Regions from separate parts of the Rattus norvegicus genome. Here region 1 is linked to region 2. Evidence: chromatin contacts called from public Hi-C data. All regions are on one chromosome and are shown on one strand. Each heading gives the region's core, a stretch centred on a gene start, on an enhancer-like site or on the middle of the called end of the contact. The rest is flanking DNA. Distances are from core to core; before and after follow the strand shown.

Region 1 (4,240 bases), core at 1,019-3,518, 220 kb after region 2:
CCCAAAGTGGGGAAGCAAAAGATGTTGGCTACCCTTCCTGATTCCGGAGACCATCTGTGAACACTGGTGAGAACCGGCTTTGAGAGAAGCAACCCCTTTTCATCCTACAGAACAGGATCTTCCCACAGCACAGGAAGCACTGCTTTATTCACAAGGTCATGCCAGGGGACCCTTATTCCCACCCCCCCCCCGCACCCCACCCCGTGTCCTTCCCCCTCCTAAGCAGCAGTGAGAATCTGGAGATATTCTTGTCACAGGTGTCAACAGGAGCGGACCCCTAACCACAAATGCAGAAGGCAAGGGGTATCGATAAAAAACATGAAAAAAAAATCTACATGAGTTCTAACATCTACTCCATTCCTAGCTGTGGTTTCCATGGAAATACGCATCTGCTCCAGGGAGAGAGGTGTGTGTGGGGGTGGGGAGGGATGATATAAACGCTTCAAAATAATCAGTGTTTTGAAAGATTAATTCTCCCCTGTCACAACTTTAATAGAAATATGAGACTTTTGTGTGGCATATCTTGTATTTGGAGAAAAAAAAGTGCATCGCATGGGTGGGACCTTCCACACACATCTCCAAATCCAGTACAAAGACTTTAAGACAAAGTGCTCGTTCGGAAGGTACCAGACCTCTTGGCCGCCGTGGAGGTCTCCGCTCATCTGTGTTCCTCTGTCATCTCGGTTTTCAGAAGGGACTTATCCTCATTCCTGTCCAGTTTTGAAAATGATTTCTGAGATCCATTCGGAAAGTTGAAACGCCAGGCCATTGTGGGGCTACGTTTGTGAAAGAGAAAAGCCCGGTCAATGTGCAGAATTGTCTCCTGCTGCTCACAAGCTAAGCAAGAACCACTTAGACTGGCTGGGTGGGGGCAGAGGGAGACTGACCCCACGCAAGGGCAATTGTTGGGAAAATATGCCTCTATAAGCATATTTTACGCAACAGGGCTTTGCCAGTTGCTTGCTTTGTGTGTTTTCTGCACAATACAGTTTTCATTGTCTTGTATGCCTGTTATATTTTATCTCGGGTACTTCCCTATTCATTAACCAGATGTAGGATTGTTTTAGAATTAGGACTGTGTTTCCACAGAACCTGGTCTATGTGTGGTTTAGCTTTTGGGAGACCAAATCCATTAATAAAATAGTAAATCAAATTAATAGAGTTTTTGAGCAGGTGCTTTGGGGAAATGACCACTCACGGGGACACAGCTTTGGTCAGCAGAGAGGAGGGGGTTCTGAGAGAGACAGGTTCATGCTAATTTCCTTTGTGTCTCTGCTATAGTTTTGCTTTATCCTGGCCAGAGGGAACCGTGACCTTGTGGCTCCTTTTGTTTACATTCTCAAAGAGAGCCCAGCCCCGCTCTGGGGAGCACGTGCTTTCAGAACAAAAGCAGCAAAGTGTATCTAGAACTGCCATCGCTCTTCCCTTCCCTTTCCTGTCACCGCAACGCTTTGGCAGGCCAGATGGAGTCTGCCTTTAAGCTTAGTCGCTTTTGTTAGACCCAAGATCAGATTCCAGAGCCTCACGCTGTCCAGCATAGATCCTAGTGTTTCCAGCTCGGGAAGCTGATGGTGAGAATGCAAATGACCAAAGGAAGGACCACGCCCGTGACCTGCCAGTAGAAAATGGGTTAGCGACTGCGATGTCGCGCTACAGGTGACTCGCTGCGGTGTGTCCGTGGAAGCACGCCAAGGGTAGAGGACCGTGCAGGGGCGTGGAATGGCACTGTCTTGTCACAGGGGTTCGAGAGTCTTAGGCGACCGGGTGGGGTGTGGCATCAAAAGGGACACTGCTTAGGGAGCGAAAGAAACTCCTATGGCCGGGTAGAAGAAGAGTCCAGTCCGTCAAGGTCTAAAAGACAGAAGTAGGTTAGAACCGACCCCTACTCAGTGCCTCGCCTCGCCCTGCACTTTTCCTAGGGAGGGAGTTCCGTAACGGATTCACTCCTGTGGACGCGGCCAAATGCTCTTCAGATCAGAGGCCCAGGTCCAGTGCGAGCTCGCACCTAGCGAGACCCCCTACCAGGAGTGCCCCACCCCTAGCATTGTCTTCCTGCCCCACTAGCCCGGACTACAATTCCCGAAATGCGCCGCTCCGGAGAGGCGGGGCCCTCGGGCTTCGGGGCGGGACTGGCACGTGCGGTCACCCGCAGCCAATGCGGTGCGCCTGGTCCGGGTCACGTGCCGCTGTTTGGCGCTTTTGTGCGCGCCCAGGTCTGTTGGTTCTCAGAGTGTGGCCAGGCGGCTCGGACTGAGCAGGTGGGTGCAGGCTTGGCTTAGGCGGAGGCGACGGCAGGGTAGGGAGCAGCCGGGAACGCGGCGAGCCCCTAGCCGGGGACACGGGACGGGCGGAGACCTCGAGCCCTGGTGGGTGGGGGGCGTTCGTCTTTTGTGTGGAGCTCCGGCGGAGCCTTGGCTTTTGTCCCTGTTCCCTGGGGATGCGGCTTGGTGGGGAGGGGGCGCGGCCAGCGGTGAGCTTTAGCCTCGGGTGCGAGCGTGGAGACAATAGGAGGCGTGAGCCGTCCTCTGCATCTACCGCTCAGCGGGCGCGGCTGTTCAGGGGTCCCCATTGTCTAAAGGAGAGCGAGGCTAGGGGCGCTCGTGCTCCCGAGGGGCGGCGCCCGCCCAGTCTCCCGGGGCTTCGTGGCGGTGGTCCCGGGCAGCTCTGGGCACTCCCGTCAGTGGGTGGAGGCCATGCGACCAAGCCCTCTGCAACCACCCCAGGACTGCGTGTCCGCGAGGTGTTTTTGGCGGGAGTTGGGGGGGTAGACTGCCGCGCGCTGCCAGCCCGAGAGGGGCGGGGCCACCCCGGAGGACCGTTAGCCCCGCCCATCCTGTCGCTGCCCACGCGCGCGGGCTCCCGAGTGTGGAGAGGTTCGCGGAGATTCGAAAAGGCGCGGGGAGCCGAGGGGCGGGGCCAGGGGCCGGAGCTTAGGGCGTGTTCTGATTGGCCGGGGCTGCCAGCCTGCCCGCCCGGGCCAGGACCACGCCCATGCTGTGTAGTCTGCTGCTTGGGTGCTCCGCCACAGCTAAATGCTTTTTTCGTTGCCTCGTTTTTTTCAATGTCTAGCGTTTGGAACCTTTAAAAAATACACTTCGGGGCTGAAAGAGTGGTGATCTTTTTAAAAAATACTCGACAACTGTTGGAAAAAAATATTGCGACATAAGGCATCAAATGTGACAAACCTAAGGCGGGTGTGGTGGTGCTTGTCTAAAATCTCAACCTCAGAAGCTTCCCCCACCCCATCGCCCGTGTGTGCATCGAACATGAAACCCAGGGCTTTGCAAATGTTAAGCAACTGCTAACCTACTGGGCAAAACCCCACCCCTCTACACTGAGGAGGCTGAGGCAAGAGGATTGTAATTTCAAGACCAGCCTGGGCTAAATAGCTCTTAGACCCTGCCCTCAAAGGAAACGTAGAGGTTCATAAAACTTCATTTTCTCACTGTGAGGCTAGTAGCTTAAACCCTAAGAACAATGGGACTTGAATACCATTGGCTTCTAGCTTGGGTGTTATTCACCATGGCAAACACAGACAAAGCAGGGGTGGGTATTTCATTTGCACAATGAGTTGTAGACAGAATTAAGATGGCTCCGATCTCATTGTTGGGTTGAATCTGGAAGATCTTCTTATGTTGGGTACGGAAAAAAGGGTTAAGGGAAGGAATCCTTCAACCTTGTGATTGCACCTCTGATTTTTGAGATTCCAAGGTTTTTTTCTTTGAAGAATATCATTTAATTTGATTTTCTGCTGCCAGCGTTATTCAGTTAAAATATCCTGATAGGCTTCGGTGTTTCTAGATGATTTTTTAATGATGTTTCTTGATTTCCACCTAATGATTTTCCTGACATTGTCACGGGTGTGATTTGAGATCCCTTTGTGCTGATGACATGGGGGAAATGTGGAGAAATTGATTGCATGCTTTGAAAAATCATTCCAGGGCTTTCCTTGCCAGTGGATTGTGTAGAGTGTACAGCCAGTCTCTTGTCTTCTGTCCAACATGGCATCTTCTGGTAGGTAATTGATTTCAAAAAGCTGAAACTGGGGTGGGCTATGGCTTTAGAATAGGAAGTGGCGCAGGCCTTAAGCTTTTAATTTGGCTTTTGTGTTCTTTTCAAAATTTAATTTGCAAATAAAAAGGCAATTAAATTTTTATTACTTGGATAAGTATATGGAAAACTCATTGCCATTCATAATTTTGGCTTGGTCTAAAGCAAAATTGTGGGGTTTTACACAAGC
Region 2 (4,248 bases), core at 974-3,473:
TCTCAGTGGACACTTCTGTGGGCACGCCCAGTCGCTGAGGTTGCACATATGAGCCCATGCCCGCGGCCCTCTCAGCCTCTTCCTGACTGTAGGGTTCGACACTCAGCTGCTTCAGCCTGGGAGAAAGAAGAGTAGGAGATCGGAGCTCACCAAGTGCAAGACCTTCCTGCATGCCACCCATCCACGAGCCCTCTACTGACTTCTTCATACCTTTTCTTGTGGTCTTTGGATCGGAAGTGGGTCTTCAGGTTGGCAGAATCGATGAAGTACCTCCTGCAGGGATGTAGAGTGAGGGAAAGAGTGAAGGGGTGAGGTTTCTCAGCTGTGCCTACCTCCCTGGCCCTAGCTCGTTGCCGGATATCAGATTCCGAACCCGAAAGGATGAGAGGCGGGCTGACCCACGGGTCCCAAGACAGAGAAGCTTCTAGCGGCTCTCGGCCCAGACCTTGCCGCTCCGGGTGGTATCTCAGACCCTGCTCCGCCCCTGGCTAGACTTACGCGCAGGCCAGACAGCGATGCAGGCCGCCCCCTGGCAGGTCCGGATCCGGCTCTGCGTCCCGCTCCCGCTTTGGACGCGGGAGAGCCTGCGGCCTCAGCTCGCGATGGATCTCATCCAGGTCCGGCCGCCGCTTCTTGGCCTTCATCTGGCGGGCTAAGGAATGTGCTCGGTGCGCGCCGGTCCGCCGGGAGCGACCCATGATAAGAGAGAGAGAGACACACACACACACACACACACAACACACACAAGACCAAAAAACAAGAGTAAGGAAAAGACCCACACGTGCAGGCGTTTCCGGGCCGTTCGATGACGTCCCGAAAGGCCCGCCCGGGGGCGGAGCAGGACTAGGCAGACTGCTTCTGATGACGTCACGGGCGGGCTGACTGCTTGAGCGTCCCCAGGTGGTCATCCAGATAGTGACTGGGCTCTGAAGGGGCAGGAGCGGGCCTGAGGGAGCCGGTCCCACCATTCCTCCTGCCCCAGCATCACTTCCCGGTTTCCACACCTCGGATTTCAGTGGTAGGGGATGCTTTTAACGTCTCTGGACAGCACCGATGCTTGTGCCATGAATAAATTACTTCATCAATGAGAATTAGTGTGATCATGGATGAGTCACCCAGAGAAACCTCTAGGTTCTAACAAAGAGCCTTCTTCCCCCCACCTCAACCCTTGGCGTTTCCTTTTACCTCTCTCCTCTGTCCCCCAGCTCCACGCCCCTCTACTCTCAAGCAAATTCCTGGGGCAAAGAGCGTTAAATTGTTTCACAAAGAATCTACCACCTAAGGGGTCTGTCCTTGAAGAATGTTCAGCTCTTCTTACAAAAAGAGCCTTTTGTCTGCTGTTGTTTGGTTGCTTGCTTGATTGCTCGATTGGTTGGTTGGCTGGTTGGTTGGTTGGTTGGTTTTTCAGAACTGGGGTTGGTGCCTGGGACTTCATGTAATCCAGGCAGGCAGTCTAACGCGGGAGTTTGGTGTGGGGCACTGTATCCCTAGCACAAGAGGAAATGTTCCTAGGAGAACCCCCCACCTCTGCTTTCTTTCTCTATGCCCAGGCTCCCAGGGCAGGGCTGGCGGAAAACAGGAAAATGACCAAGAAGTGGTGCCTTCACTCCTCTTGGCCTGGTGCCTCTCAGGCTGGCCAACGCCAGCTCTACTCTATGGGGGGAGAGGACCTCAGCAATAATTCAGAGTTCTGGCCCTTTGGAACGAGTTGCCAGGAAACAGGGAGTCAGGCACGTGCATCCCTGGGGAGAACAGGTTTCTAGGCCAGACCAGCAGTGAAATGGAAGCCCAGGATGCTGACTGGAGACCTGGGGTTGTCCCACTCCAGCTCATGAGGACTGGGTAGACACAGGGTAGGACCCTGACGAGGACTTAGCTAGAATGGCTACAATCACGGAATGCATAGGTATGGCTCCTGGACTCAAGACTTTGAGTGGAAAACATTTTCTACAGCTCTTCCAAGAGATGAACCATCAGCCAGTATCCAGTGCAGGCAGGAAACCAGACTCTCCAAAAAGACTGACTTCATTAACGTTTGTCAATGTGGGTCAAGACCAGCAAGACAGGGTGGGGGCTGAGATGGTACAAGCCCGTCCCAACCTCAGACTCACCGGGATCAGGTTTACCTGCTTGGCACTGTGCCAGCTGGGGAGGCTAGTACATCTTTCATGAAGTCACCGGATCTCTGGGACAGGCTCTCAGTTCTTCCAAGCTTCTGGAAGCAGAGCCACTGCTGGTCATTGAGCTCCCACCTTCCGTGCCTGGGTGCCAGTCCCCTTTCTCTGGCAGCCATGAACCAAGCCTTCTGGAAAGCTTACAAGTCCAAAGTGCTACAGACTCTGAGTGGAGAATCTGAAGAGGACCTGGCAGAAGAGGTAGGTTCTGTCCGTGTTTTCTAGGACAGACAGACAGCAGAGCGAGGGAGCATAGAGAGCATTGAATGGGCTGGGGAAGAAGATAGATTCCTTTGTGAGATCAGGAACAGTGCAGTGCAATGACAGATGTTCAAGAGAAGGAGAACAGGGAGAGCCAGGGCCACGAGAGAAGCACCACTGACCCCAAGCATCTCATGAACTGCCGTGTGGTAAAGATCATCCCTGTGCCACTTGGCAGTAGATACAAAAGTGCATTGCGCTTTATACAGCTTTCTGGTGGGCAGAGCTAATCGGAGTGGGATCCCTTGCCTGGAGAGTAATGAACTCCAGTTTATAGGAGTAGGGAGTAGCTCTGCTCTTTTTTTTTTTTTTCTTTTTTTTTTTTTTTTTTTTTTTTTTTTTTTTTCGGAGCTGGGGACCGAACCCAGGGCCTTGCGCTTGCTAAGCAAGCACTCTACCACTGAGCTAAATCCCCAAACCCTTAGGGAATAGCGCTTAATGCTCTGCAGACCACAGTAGCAGCGTCCAATCAAAGCCATACTTGCACCATACTTGGTTGTGACAGGGAGGGCCCAAAATGACTTTGAAGCAAAGACAGTTTACGTCTAGACTAGAAGCTGTGGTAAGTGGTGGGTACACAAATAGAAAGGACAGGGGCAGGAACTAGCCCAGTGAGGGGGCGGATAAGCATACGACTGGACAGGTTGGTGTCCAAGACTGGGTTTCTGTGGATGTGACTGTAGGAAAAACGCTAGCAATTAGTGTCTCTGTGGAAACTCCGGTGCCGGTGTGAACTGGACTTCGGGAGTTTTCGTGGATGTGTGTTTTGAGCATGCTTCTGTACCTGTACACTTTCGTGTAGGCATTTCCAGGTGTTACACTTGGTTGGCGGGAGAAAACTGCTGTGCATAGGTCTCTGTTTAGCCAGCTTCCTGCTGGAGAAGAGGACACAGGAATCGCTTAGCCACATGAGTACTCTCGTGTGGGCGCCTGACTGCACATCCATGCGTATACAGGGGGGAAGGTGTGGCCACAAAGAAGCATGGATGCTGGTAGTAGTGCATATCGGGTGCCCTCGTCTGAGGTTTTGAGTTCGTCTGGATGTGTTTGGGAGTGGGCAGGCATATGTGCTCAGAGATTTACCAGGCAGGCTTGTGTGTGTGAGCAGAGGCATTATGTAGAGATAAGTGTATCTGCAAGCATTCCCAGGGGCTCTCGTGGAGATGCAGGGTGCACAATAGATGTGCTTCTATGGTACACAGACTGCCTTGTGTGTGTGCACTGGTTAGCAATGGGGCTCCTCTCACGCCAGGGGTTGGGGGGTGTCTTGTGTCCCAGAGGGAGAGCCCAGCTTTGGTGGAGTCTGAGACGGCAGAACCCACGGAGGAGATGTTCAACCCCATGTCACAGCTGGCCCGCAGGGTGAGTTCAGCAGTCCTTTCATCCGAGCCTGGGAAGCCTGCCGGAGGCAGTGGTGAAGCCCTGGAGGCTTGGCTGCATCTCGGCCATATTCCTGACTCCCAGCTCTTCCCTCCCAGGTTCAGGGGGTCGGGGTGAAAGGCTGGCTGACAATGTCGTCTCTGTTTAACAAAGAAGATGAGGACAAACTGCTGCCACCAGAGCCCTGTGCTGATCAGTACGTGTGTCCTTAGGGGCGGGGCTGGAAGGGTCCTACGATCTCCCTTCTGCCACCATGGCTCCCTCTGCCCTTCTAATCCTCTAGGGCTTTATAGGGACAGCCCCAGAATGCTCTTTCCTATCAGGAGACAGCAGACCTGGGTAGGAGATAGAATCAGACCTCTTGGGACTGAGGTAAAGGGCAGTCCTTATGGGCGGCTCCTCCCTCTTCCTGAGGACAGCCAGCTCCCTTGAA

What was found. A called contact is a pair of places that touch in the nucleus more often than the background predicts.
Region 1: a Hi-C map of kidney shows a contact between it and region 2, with 5 times the contacts expected there. The contact joins the promoter of Stmn1 here to the promoter of C5h1orf232 in region 2. A contact is called at or near these places in 5 of 12 Hi-C or Micro-C datasets (the A7r5 cell line, the Rat2 cell line, kidney and 2 more).

What each region holds. Positions count from the first base shown.
Region 1 is chr5:151,962,911-151,967,150 of GRCr8, forward strand. Stmn1 (stathmin 1) reads left to right here and starts at 2,269. Exons shown (of 5, transcript NM_017166.2): 1 at 2,269-2,366; 2 at 3,942-4,014. The coding sequence starts at 4,002. LOC134487004 (a long non-coding RNA gene) reads right to left here and starts at 1,678. Exons shown (of 2, transcript XR_010066672.1): 1 at 1,527-1,678; 2 at 468-776.
Region 2 is chr5:151,747,914-151,752,161 of GRCr8, forward strand. It overlaps C5h1orf232 (similar to human chromosome 1 open reading frame 230), which reads left to right and starts at 2,224. Exons shown (of 4, transcript NM_001419606.1): 1 at 2,224-2,375; 2 at 3,714-3,797; 3 at 3,914-4,011. The coding sequence starts at 2,292. It overlaps Zfp593 (zinc finger protein 593), which reads right to left and starts at 811. Exons shown (of 3, transcript NM_001106689.1): 1 at 499-811; 2 at 211-273; 3 at 1-116. The coding sequence starts at 698.